Regions from separate parts of the Sus scrofa genome. Here region 1 is linked to region 2. The links are chromatin contacts, called in public Hi-C maps. All regions are on one chromosome and are shown on one strand. Each heading gives the region's core, a stretch centred on a gene start, on an enhancer-like site or on the middle of the called end of the contact. The rest is flanking DNA. Distances are from core to core; before and after follow the strand shown.

Region 1 (6,892 bases), core at 1,550-4,049, 87 kb after region 2:
TTTTTTTTTTTTTTTTTTTTTTTGTCTTTCTGCCATTTTTTGGGCCGCTCCCGCGGCATATGGAGCTTCCCAGGCTAGGGGTCCAATCAGAGCTGTAGATGCCAGCCTACGCCAGAGCCACAGCAACGCGGGATCCAAGCTGCGTCTGTGACCTACACCACAGCTCACGGCAATGCCGGATTGTCAACCCACTGAGCAAGGCCAGGGATCGAACCCACAACCTCATGGTTCCTAGTTGGATCCGTTAACCACTGCGCCACGACGGGAACTCCAGAAAAATTTTTTTTTTTTTTTTTTTGGTCTTTTTGCCTTTTCTAGGGCCGCTTCCCGCGGCATATGTAGGTTCCCAGGCTAGGGGTCTAATCGGAGCTGTAGCCACCAGCCTATGCCAGAGCCACAATGCTCAGATGAAATTAAAAAAGCCCACCCTTCTTTCTCTCCCTCTTCACTGTTGTCCTCCCTCTGTTTTGGCATCTTCTCCATCCCCACCCTCACCTCTGCCCTTTCTCCTTTTCTCTCTCCACACCACCTGGGCTACCTGCTTGAGTAATGGTACTCCCTTTGTCCACAGGTCCTCGGGAACCCTATGGCCAATGCCAACAACCCCATGAATCCAGGCGGCAACCCCATGGCGTCGGGCATGACCACCAGCAACCCCGGCCTCAACTCTCCACAATTTGCCGGGCAGCAGCAGCAGTTCTCCGCTAAGGCTGGCCCCGCTCAGCCCTACATCCAGCAGAGCATGTATGGCCGTCCCAACTACCCTGGCAGCGGGGGCTTCGGGGCCAGGTGAGCAGGGCTGGCCCAGGGCGGCGGGCTTCAGCAGCAGTTTATCAGGCCTCCCCCTTCCCCTCTATGCAGGCAGAAGAGTCAAGTGTAAATCCCAGCACATGCTTCTGGGCCTGGGAGGTGTGGGGAGCTCTGGCACTCCCCTCCTCCTCAGTTTCCCACCAGCCCTTGGGGCATAGTCATCCCCCATCCTCGGGCTGGCCTGTAGGTCAGACGCTGCACAGCTGGGTGGTGTGGGGGGTTTTTTTTTAGGGCCACACCTGCAGCATATGGAAGTTCCCAGGCTAGGGGCTGAATCAGAGCTGGAGCTGCCAGCCTACGCCACAGCCACAGCAATGCTAGATCTGAGCTGCATCTGTGACCTACACCACAGTTCATAGCAATACCAGATTCTTAACCCACTGAGCGAGGCCAGGGATCAAACCCCAGTCCTCATGGATACTAGTTGGGTTCATTACGGCTGAGCCACAATGAGAGTTCTAGCTGAGTGGTGTTCTGATGGCTCCCAAGTCCATGGGCATCGAAGGACTACATTCGAATTCTTCGAAATGACCCTTCTCTGCATCGTATCTTTATAAGCTGAAAGATGCTAGGAGAGCAGCTCCAGACGGGGTTCAGGAGGGTCAGCTCTGTCCTGCTGCTTGTGGAGGCAGAACTCTGAGGGGAATGGGAATCCCTTGATTCAAGAGTCAGGGAGGGAGAGGGCAAGGAACCTCAGGAAAGCACTCCAGGGACATGGAGTGGGGCAGAAGCGCCCCATGCCTCCTCCTGCCATCTGTCCTGCTCTGTCCAAGGCTTCCTCTTAGCCTCACCCCTCCCCAGCTCCCAGGGCTGACTTTAGCCCTGCCAGGCGTCAGCACAATGGAGTTGAGTGGTGAAACATAACTGCAACCCCACCCTGCCATCCACTGCTGCAGGCCTTGGGTCAGTTGCTTGGCTTCTCTGAGACTAGGTGTCTCCTCTAGAAGACAGACTGACTGGGGTGGCCGAGGATACCGTGAGCTAGTGCATAAGAGCAATCACCATCTGGCACCCAGCTGAAGCTCCAGGAACCCAGCAAGCTGGTGGTTGCCAAGTGGCATGAAGGACACCCACTCATAGGAGGCCCCTGTCCCCTCTGGGTTCTGAGTCTAGACCTCCCCACTCTGTGAGCTGTGGGCAGGAGGGTCTGGAATGGCCTGACCTCTCCTTCCCTGCCCAAGCCTGGTCATGGGTTCATCTTTATTTTGTTTATTATTTTTTTCTTTTTTGACTACCCTGTGGCATATGGAATTCCTGGGCCAGGGATCAGATCCAAGCCACGATTGTGATCTATGCCACAGCTGCCGCAACATCAGATCCTTGAACCCATGTGCTTGGCTGGGGATCGAACCTGCGTCCTGGTGCTGCAGAAACAATACCAATCCCATCGTGCCACAGCAGGAACTCCATGAGTTCATCTCTAGATTCTGGCAACATCTAATTTCCTTCTTCTCTCCCTCGCAGTTACCCTGGGGGCCCTAGTGCCCCTGCAGGCATGGGCATCCCTCCGCACACCAGGCCGCCTGCTGACTTCACTCAGCCAGCAGCTGCCGCAGCAGCAGCTGCAGTGGCAGCGGCAGCAGCCACAGCCACGGCCACAGCTACGGCCACTGTGGCAGCCTTGCAGGAAACACAGAACAAGGATATAAACCAGTATGGACCGGTAAGGGCCGCACTAGTCCTGGTCCACTCAGCCAGGCAGACAGCCCCGGGAATCGGAGTTGGGGTGTTGGTGTCTGTGTGTGCTGGGAAGAGCTGATGGTGCATTTGGGTTTTCTCAGAAGCACATGGAGAGGTGTGTGTTAGGGTGTGGGCATGTCAGTGCAGTTGAGTGTGGGGCTGGGGGTGTTTGGGAGCGTGTATTCTGTGTGGACTGGTGGCTTGTGTGTGTCTCTTTATGGGGAAAGACGATCCATATTGCAGTCTGAGCGCCTACTCACCAAAGAGCGGGCTGTGTCTAAAGTAGCCTTGTCACCAGTCTGTGCCCCCTGGTGGCCTCTGAAGTCCATTGTTCTCCAGTCATCCCATCTGTGGAATCGGCCCAGGTCCCAGTTCTGCTCTCCTGACCTTCAAAAGGATGGGAAGTGGTGTGAGGAGAGGGGAGCCCCCACAGAAGTGCAAGATGGGCATGGAGGTGGGGATTGCAGGATGGGGACAGTGAGGCAGGTGGGCAGAGGTGGGACCTGAGGCCGCCTCACACTTTGTGGATGGAGGATGTGTGCCTGATGGCCGAGGAACAAAGACGGGGCCAGGCTTCCAGGAAAGAGGCTCGTGCCTCCATCCTCATCCACCTCCATTCTCCCATGCCCTTCCCCACCCCTGCACCCTCTTTCCCATACCCTGCCTGCCTCCCTGGAAATGCTGCCTGTGCATTGGAGTGACTGCGCCCCACCCCAAACACCCCTCAGCTGCGTCTTTCCTGTGTGGCCTGCAGAGGGCAGCAGTGAGCCCAGAAGGCCAGTGGTCCTTTGGGGCCTGGTCACCAGCTGCAACCGTGCAGGAAAGAGGCTCCCCCTCACCCCAAACCCCCCACTCCCCCCACCCTTCCCTCCCTGCACTTTCAATGCATGTGGCATTTTATTCTTTTTTTTTTCTTCTCCCGTTGAAGGTCTGTTCCTCTTTCCAGATGGGTCCCACCCAGGCGTATAACAGCCAATTCATGAACCAGCCCGGGCCTCGGGGGCCTGCCTCCATGGGGGGCAGCATGAACCCCGCAAGCATGGCGGCTGGCATGACACCCTCGGGGATGAGCGGCCCTCCCATGGGCATGAATCAACCCCGGCCACCCGGCATCAGCCCCTTTGGCACACACGGGCAGCGGATGCCCCAGCAGACCTACCCGGGCCCCCGGCCCCAGTCCCTTCCCATTCAGAGCATAAAGAGGCCATACCCGGGAGAGGTGAGTGTGACAGCAGGCGGGTGGTGGGCAGGTGGGAGGTGGGGAGGAGCTGGGGCTTAAAGACACAGGTGCTGTGGGCAGTACCTTGAAAAGGGCATGGGTTGACCTTCAGGGAAACTGGACCAAAAGGCAGAGAGCCTTAGGAGGTAGGGTCCTGAGGTGCTCCTGAGTTAAGGTCAGCTCTGCCATTTCCTGGCTGGAAAGTCATGTCGCTTCTTTGAGTCTCTGCTTTTTCTTTCCTAAAAGGCAATGACAGTTCAACCCACCTGCTGGGGCTGCTTGGGAGTCTTGAATGAGGGGGTGTACTTGAAGTGCCTGGCCTGGGGTGGGGATAGGCAGGCACTTAGATAATAGCCGCTGTTAGCATTCTCTCCTGTCTTAGTGCAGACAATAACTGGGTGACTTTGGGTCCACGTTCCTCAAACCCACACGAGGACATCTCACACCCAAGAGTGAGAGATGAGACAAAATTCTAAAAAGATCTAAAGGCCATGCCTGTTGGAAAAGTGTTTGGAAGGCAAATAGTATGTTACACAAGGGAATGATACATGATGGGGTGTATGGAACTCAGTATGGAGGAGGCGTCACAAGGCCTTCAGTGAACACTTAGAAAATGAGTCGGTAGCAAATGGCCTATGAGTACCAGGGTAAGGATTTAGCTCACCTGCAGAAGATGCAGAGACCCCAGAATTGTGGCCCAGCACACACACTCCTTGGGAGGCCCACCTTGATTCCTCATCTGGATGGAGCCCCTTCCTGAGCATCTCCCAGTGCTCTTTTACATACCTTCTTTCAGGTTGGCACCACCCCTTTTCAGAATGACACCTTCAGCTCAGGCTTACAGTGAGCGTAGAGCCCAAAGACCCTGTGTTCCTTGAAGATCTGCATGCTTCCCCTTAGCATCCACCCTTACTTAGGCTAGAAGGTGGCTTGGCTACTGATGGAGATGTCCTGGGCCTGAGAGGGGAGAAGTCAGGGACTTCCTCAAACACTCAGAATCCTGGGTCAAGCCTGGACCTCCTCCGGGTTGGCAGCAGCTCAGGAAGGGGTCAGAGAAGGATGGCAGTTCCCGAGGCCCTGACTGTCCTTGGGGATGGGCTTCTCAACCTACAGGCCTCACTCCCTCGCACAGGCCCCCCGCACAAATTCTGGGCCCTCTCAGCCCCCTCTGTGCCCAGATTCCCAGCATCCCTGCTGTCTGGGCTGGGACTGCATCTGTAGGCCCAGCCATGGGGCTCCTGGCACACAGGAAGGCGATCACAGAAAAAGCAGCAGAATTCCCGGTCATTAGCCTGACATCAGCCCTGTTGACTCCCCGGCTCTTGCCTGCCACAGCAGGGCACATGAGCAACTCCCAATTATCTCTACTAAATCATCCTCTTCATAGACCGATGCTGCCCAGCTACAAAATGCCTGACACTGGGCTGTGACGCTAGGATCCACAGCCCGCACAGCCTGACCCTGTTTGGGAAGATGCCTCACCTTGAAGTACACACTCATAGAACCTTTGAATTGTCAGAATCCTGGGGCAGGGGCTGGCATCAGGTCACATCGTCCTGCATAGGCTTCTTCTCCAGCCTGGTGGAGAGGCCCCAGCCTCCACTTCCTCTCCTGCTGTGATGTGATGGGAACTCCACCGTCATGCAGAGCCGCCACCATATTGCAACAGTGTGAGCTGCTCAAAGTTCTAAGGCAGTGATGCACACCTCTCCTCTGTCATTCACTCCCGGCCTTTTCTTCATGTGTTGAGCAAGTATTAATTGCGGGCCTATTCTTGGCCCGACCTGGGGATGCAGCCATCTCCTGCACCTCTGAGCCTAGAGGGCACGAGAGACAGTTAATAGGCAAGGAGTTTTCAACAGACAGGGAAGAAGCCCCGACTGCAGGATGTAATGGCCTGGGGTGCCCTGAGGATCACCTGATTTTACAGACAGGGAGGCAACTGGAGGGTGGGGAGTGGCTCCCCCAGGACATCAATCCTGCCTCTCCCTGGAGATGTTGCTTCCTTCTAGAGGAGGCTTGTCTTGTCCCTTCACCAGTCTGGTTCTCCCAGCCTCTGCACAGATGGCCCAGAACTAAACATCAGTGTATTCTGCTCAGTATAGGGGAGGAGGACAGCGCCTCCCAGATTCAGCCTCAGAGTATGCAGAGGCCGGGGAGCACCTTCCTGGAAGTACATCCTGTGATCTGTCACATGCCAAGCACTAGGAGAGCCTCACAGCACTAGTAGCACCCCCAAGCTCGAGGGGCATGGGGGCTTGGAGAAGGACAGCTTCATCTCATGCTAGACAGACAGGAGGTGGTGGCCCTGGATGTCAGAACAAGAAGGGGCCCCAGGCATCATCTGGTTCACTTGTTCGCCTTTGCAGGTGGGGTGGGCATTTTGAGGGTGGAAAACAGCAGGGGCAGAGGACAGGAGGTGGGGTGGTCCTGATGATCTTTCCCTGCTTCTTTCTCTGCTACCACAGCCCAATTATGGAAACCAGCAATACGGACCAAACAGCCAGTTCCCCACCCAGCCAGGCCAGTACCCCACCCCCAACCCCCGCGGCCGCTCACCTCTCCCAACTACCCTGGGCAGAGGATGCCCAGCCAGCCGAGCACCGGGCAGTACCCGCCCCCCACAGTCAACATGGGGCAGTATTACAAGGTGAGTCCCACACCCCACCTCACACCCCTACCCCGGCCTGTGTCATCCTAGCCCTGGGCATCCCCCAAGGTCACCAGGGGGCAGGCGGAGACTTCTGGATGTGATCTCGTGTGCTCAGAGCTGTGCCTGCTGTGGCCACACTGACAGACGGGCTTTCCTTGGTTCCTTTTCTCATGAGGCTCAGATGATGGTTTTCCTTCTTTTACTATTTACAGCACACACAAGATAATAACAGTGAAGGGAATATATTTTTTAAAGAAAAAGCCTCCGCCCGAATATATTAACGTTTTCTTGTAAACTTTGTCTCTATGCACTGGGCGCCAGCGTGTTGTTCAGCTGTAATTTTGAATCTGTTTGTTTCATTTGACAGGAAGTCACCAGCCTGTTACTTATTGCCACAGTCCCTTTGGTTTTCATTTTTAATGGCTGCCTAACATTCCACTGGGAACCATACCGTATTTTACCATTCCTTTTCTGTTGGACATTTGGGGTTTTTTTGAGTTTTCACTTTTGAAATAGGACTGCGATGAATA
Region 2 (6,711 bases), core at 627-3,126:
ACCACCCTGGACACGCGTCTGTGTGGAAATGTGTGGTGGACATGCCTGCCCAGTGTTCACATGAGCCACCCACAGAGGACACCCGGAGCACTTCCTGCCCTCGCCCCAGGGTGCAGTTCCTCCCCCCAGCACAGGGCTGCCCAGGGCAGAGGCCACTGCGGCTCACAAAGGGTCCTGGAACCTGCTGGAGCCACTGGGGTGAGCAGGCTTGTGTAGAGGCAGGAAGGTGGCTATGAGGTTGGCAGGCCTGGCACAACCCCAGTGACACCCACTCTCCCCTGTCTTCACAGGCTGGACAACGTTCATGGCTCTCGGGTAGAACCCAGCGAAACGGCCAGAATGAATTCTATGGACAGGCACATCCAACAGACCAATGACCGACTGCAGTGCATCAAGCAGGTGGGTGTGTGGCCCAGGCTCTCTCCTCCTCTTCCACCAGCCTGGTGAAGGCAGGGCAGGCAAGGCGGGCAGAGCTGTGGGGTGCTGGCCCGAATAGTAGCCGAGCATCCGGGGTGCTGGGTGAAGGTGATGGTAGGTGAAGGCTGACTGCCTGAGGCTCTTCGACCACCCCCGTCGTGAGAACACGGCTGGCATGGACCAACCTCACACTCGAGTCACACACCTGGATTCACATGTCCACTCTGCCCTGTCTTTCCCTTCCCTTCCCAGCTGTGTGACTCTGGGCCAGTGTTGTGCCCCCTCTGGGCTCTGCTATGTACTCTGGGCTGTTCTGAGGATGTGGTGAAATGTCTAATCTCCTTCCTAGACCTAAACTCCCCACCCTCTGCACCAGTGATTCTCTGTAAAGAAAGAGAAAAGGAAAAGTCCTGGGGAATTTCATCATCTTACAAAAAAGGAAACGAAGGCATGGAAGCAGGAAAGGTGTGGCCTGAAATCACAAGCCCAGCCCCACTGGTGCCAGAAGGGCCTCATTCCAGAGGGTGCAAGATCCCTCTCCTGCCTGTGCTCACACCAAGCTTAAGGGGTGATTCTCCTGCCAGTACCCTGTCTGGATTGTTCCGAGGTAGGGAATATCATTGTGGGCCCAGTAGGTCCCCTTTAAGAACCCTGCTTGAGTCTGGGCAGGTTGGCGCCCCCAGTGGTGACCATGGGTGATGCACCTGCCCTCTGAGCTCAGCCTCCCAACAGCCCGGTGTCACAGTGTCCCTGCACAGATTCCCGAGTGTTACTTTACTCCAGGAAGGAGCAGATATGGTGGAAGGGGCATGGGCTTTGACATCAAACAGAGTGGGCCCAAATCCTCACTCCTCCTTGAACTCACAGTATGATTTCAGGCCTGGCCCTCTTTGTCTGAGCCTCAGTTTCCCCTGTCAAATGGGTCCAAGAAAGCCAACCTCATAGGATGTTCTGAGGACTTGATGGGTGGGACATGTAGTCCAGCCTGGCACGTGGCAGGTGATCAGCTATTGGTGACGGGGCTGTTGTCCTCAGTGTCTCGGTGACAGGGTGGGGCGTGCTGGGGCGAGTCCCTGGCTTAGGCAGGCTTAGCAGGCAGCTCACGGCCCCAGGACCCTCACAGCCCCACCCCCTCCCAGTCCACCCTCCCCGAACACCAGAGCCCAGTGGAGCTGAGGTTAGTCTGTGGGAATGAGGGATGCGTGTCCTCTCATTAGCATCAAGCAGAGCAATCTCAGAAGCCTGTGCGGGGTCTGAGGAGAGGAAATTGAAGAAGACTTGTTACAGATTGAACTCAGCCCAGCAGCTCTCCCAAACGCCAATTACGCCTCTGTTCACAGTCGCAGAATAGAAACCAGACGATGGGCTTCTCCTCCCCTGCCCTTCTCTCCTTCTCCTCCTCCTCCTCCTCCAGGCTCTGCGGGGCTCTCTCCCAGCTCTGCCTTTGACCCAGTTTCTCCCGCCCATGAGGGATCAGCTGTCAGTGGCTCCACCCCCAGGAATACAGTCAGGCCCCTGTGCCTGAGCCCTCTAAGTGCCAGGCACACAGCTCCTCCTAAAACCTGCTCACAACCTGACTTCTCTCCCTGCATCTGGTTCTACATCCCCAGGAATCAGGGCACCCTTTACTCCCTGGGCCTCCCCAGGGGTCCAGTGCAGGCAGAGGCCCACCCAGCAGCTGCTCTCTTGAAGCACGGCACACAGGGCTCAGGTTTACCAGTCAGCGAACCTGGTCCCCTAGTGCCACTCACTAGCCTCCTGACCTTGATTAAGTTGCCAGTTTACCTCCCCTCATCTGTAGAATGGGCATCGTGATGCACACCCAGCCAGTGGGTCTCAGAGCTGCTGAAAAGCCAGGGATCACCTCCACTCCCCCGCCTGCCCCACACATACATGTGCATACCCACACACAGAAGCCTGCTTTGGGGCTAGAAGTGCAGTGGCTGGGAGGGTGAGCAGGCTGTCCAGGTGCCCCCCAGCCATCCAGAGCTCCCTGAGTCCTCCACGCCTGCTCCCGAGCTTCTGGTCTGACACAGCTCAGTACTGATATCTATCTGCTCAGCAGCTGCCCGGAGACAGTTGGTTCTCAGACATCCTGCATCCTAATCAGAAGAGAAAGGTCTGCATGCTCTGAGGATGATGCATGTGCTGGCTCTGCCTACCTCTGGCCAGTGGGACTATGGCTCCCATAGGGGTTGCCTCACAGCCTCGAACCCTCCGCCCCACCTCACTTCTATAGCACAGCCTTCCCTATCCATGCGACCTGGGTCTGGCCACTGCTGTCACTCACCAGCCCCCCAAGCACACAGCAGTCCATCTTCCCTCCAGGCCTCTGGCTCAGCTGCCTTTCTGCTTTCTCAGCCTCAGGTGCTGGGAAAACTAGTGCCCTCTCTACACCACCTCCTACTCAGGGACACAGCACGTTGGGACTCCACGTGAAAGCTGTGCAAATCAGCTACTTCCTGCCCAGCAGCCTCCCCACACCCCAGGTCCCTTTGGAGTGTCTGCACTTCCCATTTCTGAGCCCCAGGGCTTCCTCGGCACCCAGCTACGTCACTCACCCACGTCACTCACCCTGCTCTTTGTCCCTCAAGCTGTAGACCCTGTAGGGTCTACAGCAGGTCTCCCACCAGGCTGAGCTCCTCAGGGGCAGAGGATGTGCCACATTCATCTGTAAGTCAGCAGAGCCCAGGCCAGGGTGGGGCCCAAATACATTGGGGGGAAGTGGGGGAGGGGTGGCCTCAAGGAAGATAGCTAAGGGAATAAATGAACGGGTGCAAGGATGGACATACAGCTGGACAGCTAGGTGGATGGGTGGTAGGTGGATATACATGATGGATAAATAAATGATGAGTGAATGGATAAGTAGATGGTTGGATACATTCTGGATGGATAGGAAGATAGGTGGGCAGATGAATGGATGGGTGAGTGACGATAAAGTAGTGAATGGATGAATGGGTAGGTGGGCGAGTGGATGGATGCATGGATGAATTGATTCATTTTGGGATGGGTGGGTAGGTAGATGGATGGATCACTTGATTCACAGATGGATTCATAAGAAGATGCATTCATCACTTGGCTTGGGTAGCCAGTCCCTATTCTAGGCATTGGTGTCCCCTACTCCTGCCCCAATAGTCTCAGTGGCCACTGAACATAGCCCAGATTTTTGGAGGAATTGTGGAGGTGGGCAGGCTTTGTGGTGGAGGGTGGGATATTATCCAATAACAGCCACAAGTAGGGAGGCCTCTGCCTATGATTCAAATCTGTGCTCCCATCCCCAAAGCATCAAAATCTAGCCAAGCTCACCCCATCCAGCCCTGGCCCCTTTGCCTGCCGCTAGGGGTCTGTTGCTGGCATCCTCCACAAATGGACCATCCTTTGGACAGCTAACTGCTCACCATTTCTGCATGGACCTGGCCTCAGGCCAGTTTGGGGGATTCTGGAGGTGAATGAGGCACCGATTCTACTCTCAAGGAGCTCGTAGGAGAAACAAGAAACCATATAGAAGTCCTAGCATAGGGAGCAACAGCAGTCTTTAAGTGACAAACTGTGTAACAGGGACATCATTATGTACGTTGTTTGGAAACTTTGTAGCAGCCCTGCAAGCAGTCCCTACCCCATTTTGCAGATGAGAGATCTGAAGCTCAGGAACACACCTGGGGTTGTGTGACTCTGGCTGAGACAGGTTTGTCCTGTTCATTCCACTGTATCACTTAGCCACCTCGTAGTCTAAACAGACGACAAAAGCCCAGAGAAGGGAAGAGGCTTGGTCAAGGCCTCAGAGCCACTGACCGACAGCTACTGAGTGGGATGCCTGGCATCCTTTCAGCTATTGAGTTGCACCCACGAGTGACCACCCATAGCTCAAGCCATAGGCCCTCTGAGCTGGCTGGAGGGAGGGGAGAGAATCTCAGAGATGGGCTGGCCAGATATGAAGGCTGGGTGCTTGGGGGCCCAGAACAAAACTGGACCCTTGAGACTGGCCTCAGAGACCACTTGTGAGCCCAGAGCCCCAAAGGGGGTGCCAAGAGTAGGGGTGCTATGGGCGGGCAGCTCCGAGAGTGCCATGCAGTGGTTGCTGACCCTGCTAATTGGGTGTGACATCACGTAAATAAACGGAATAACTCAGTTAGCAGAGAGAGGCTGCTAGGCAGGGAATTAACTGATTTGCATGGCTTTCCAGGCAGAGACCAGATGCTGCCCGTGGCCTTGGAGGGCCCATGTTTTAAAGAGGGCACAGGAGGCAGAGGTGAGGGCCCACTGCTGCCCTCTCAAAGGGTATGCTTCTCGACGTGGAAGTCCTCTTGTCTCCCCCGATCACGTGCAGGGAGCTCTGTCTTCGCAGAAAGCTGTGTGTGGAGCCAGGGCTGGGAACTGCCCAGCGCAGCTGTGCTTCCAGCAGAGCCTTGGGGAGACAGAGTCGGGGCCAAGGGCAGCCCCACGTGGGAGCAGCCCACGCGACGGGCATTCTGCCAGGGCCGTATAAGCTTCATCTTGTTTAATCCTCACCACGAGACAGAGGGCTGTGTTGCTGCTCGCTTGCCCTCTTTCTTTCCTTCATCTCTCCCTTTCCCTCTTCTCCCACAGAGAGAGGTTATTCCATTTTGTTTCTCTTTTTTCCATCTTTTTTTTAAATTTTATTTTATTTTTATTTTTCCGCTTTTTAGGGCCACACCCACAGCATATGGAGGTTCCCAGGCTAGGAGTCAAGTCGGAGCTATAGCTGCTGGCCTACACCACAGCTCAGGGCCATGCCTGATCCTTAACCCACTCAGCAAGACCAGGGATCGAACCCACATCCTCACGGATACAAGTTGGATTCATTTCCGCTGCACCACATCAGGAACTCCTCTTTTCTCCATCTTTTTACATCTTGCATTTCATAAACTATGTTGTGAAGCCCTAAGCAAAACAAAAATGATCGCCACCAAGCCACAATCTGCCATCCTCATTTTACAGATGGGGTGACTGAGGCTCAGAGAGGCAAGGGGCTGCCCTGTCAGTAGCTAGTTGCGGGTGAAGGCAGTGGGTCTCCAGGGCCAGGCCCCACAGGGGCTCCCCCGGCACATTCTGCTCCCCCAGCAAGTCTGGGACCTGGCAGCTCCTGAGACCTTTCCCTGCCTTGGCTCCAGAGCAGCCTCACACTGCAAGTTGGGAGAGAACCATTGCCCCAGGCACAGCTGCTATTCCCAGTGTCTCCCAGCATCGAGGACATTGGGATCCCCCAAGGTACCATCATCCCCTTCACAGCTGGCTTACACTCTCCTGCCAATGGACACTTTCCAGATGTCCTGACCCATCAGCACTCCCACCCAGCCCTGGGGTCCCAGCTCCATGTCAACCTGCTCTGTGACCCTGGACTCAGTGCCTAACTCCCCAAGGGGTGGAAGCCATGGAAGCCACCTCCACCCATTAGCCCCGTGGCCTGGCTCTGAAGCAGAATCTAGAGCCTTTGGCACCGGAAATCGGTCTCCATTGATTCAGACCCCATAACTGGGCAGGGTCTGATCTCAGTCCAGGACCCCTCCCAACAATGCCAGCACCCCCGAACCGAGTCAGACTGAACCCAGGAAATCTGGGTTTGGGGAACAGCGGTGGTTAAGCCACATATACCCAACCACAGTGTGGTAAAACCTGGGCACAGCGTGCTCGAGCGCACTTTCCCGACTAAGTTGGCCCAGAGGCCTCTTTCTCATCCCCCTACCCCTGCTCTTTGGCCGTGACAGGGCTTGCTGAAGCCAGAGCTGATGGCATGCAGGCCTGGGGTGTGGTGGTAGTGGTTAAAGGGCCAGGGGAGGGGGGTGCCTCATCAAGAAGGAATCTCCAGGAGTTCCCGTCGTGGCGCAGCGGAAACGGATCTGACTAGAAACAATGAGGTTGCGGGTTTGATCCCTGGCCTCACCTAGTGGGTTAAGGATCCAGCGTTGCCGTGAGCTGTGGTGTAGGTCGAAGACATGGCTCGGATCTGACATTGCTGTGGCTGTAGTGTAGGCTGGCAGCTGTAGCTCCGATTAGACCCCTAACCTGGGAACCTCCATTTGCCGAGGTGTGGCCCTAAAAAAAGCAGGAAAAAAAAAAGGAAGGAATCTCCAGGGCCAGTCCACCCTGACTCAGGGACAGCCAGCCCCACAGATGGGAGCCACATGCGCCCCCACCTCCTGAGCCCTGCAGGATTCCCTGCCCCATTGCCAGCCTCCAGAAAACGTTTTTCTTTAATGGCCAAACCCATAGCATATGGAAGTTCCCAGGCCAGGGAATGAATCCAAGCCACATCTGCAACCCACACCATAGCTG

The links. A called contact is a pair of places that touch in the nucleus more often than the background predicts.
Region 1: a contact with region 2 is called in a Hi-C map of alveolar macrophages, with 2.2 times the contacts expected there. The contact joins two enhancer-like sites. A contact is called at or near these places in 2 of 47 Hi-C or Micro-C datasets (alveolar macrophages and mesenteric adipose tissue) and 1 of 2 datasets of contacts at active chromatin or transcription factors (alveolar macrophages).

Annotation. Positions count from the first base shown.
Region 1 is chr14:81,621,767-81,628,658 of Sscrofa11.1, forward strand. ZMIZ1 (zinc finger MIZ domain-containing protein 1) reads left to right here. Exons shown (of 26, transcript XM_013983374.2): 10 at 572-789; 11 at 2,275-2,473; 12 at 3,437-3,709; 13 at 6,178-6,241; 14 at 6,244-6,359. Among named protein-coding and RNA genes, the nearest start is that of TRNAK-UUU, 24 kb to the left of the region's middle. Within about 2 kb of position 2,800, at least 5 of the 83 cell types and tissues checked have an H3K27ac peak or open chromatin away from gene starts, as enhancers often do. A contact at or near this core is called in alveolar macrophages, where this site is marked.
Region 2 is chr14:81,536,080-81,542,790 of Sscrofa11.1, forward strand. It overlaps ZMIZ1 (zinc finger MIZ domain-containing protein 1), which reads left to right. Exons shown (of 26, transcript XM_013983374.2): 5 at 291-399. The coding sequence starts at 340. Among named protein-coding and RNA genes, the nearest start is that of TRNAK-UUU, 62 kb to the right of the region's middle. Within about 2 kb of position 1,877, at least 16 of the 83 cell types and tissues checked have an H3K27ac peak or open chromatin away from gene starts, as enhancers often do. A contact at or near this core is called in alveolar macrophages, where this site is marked.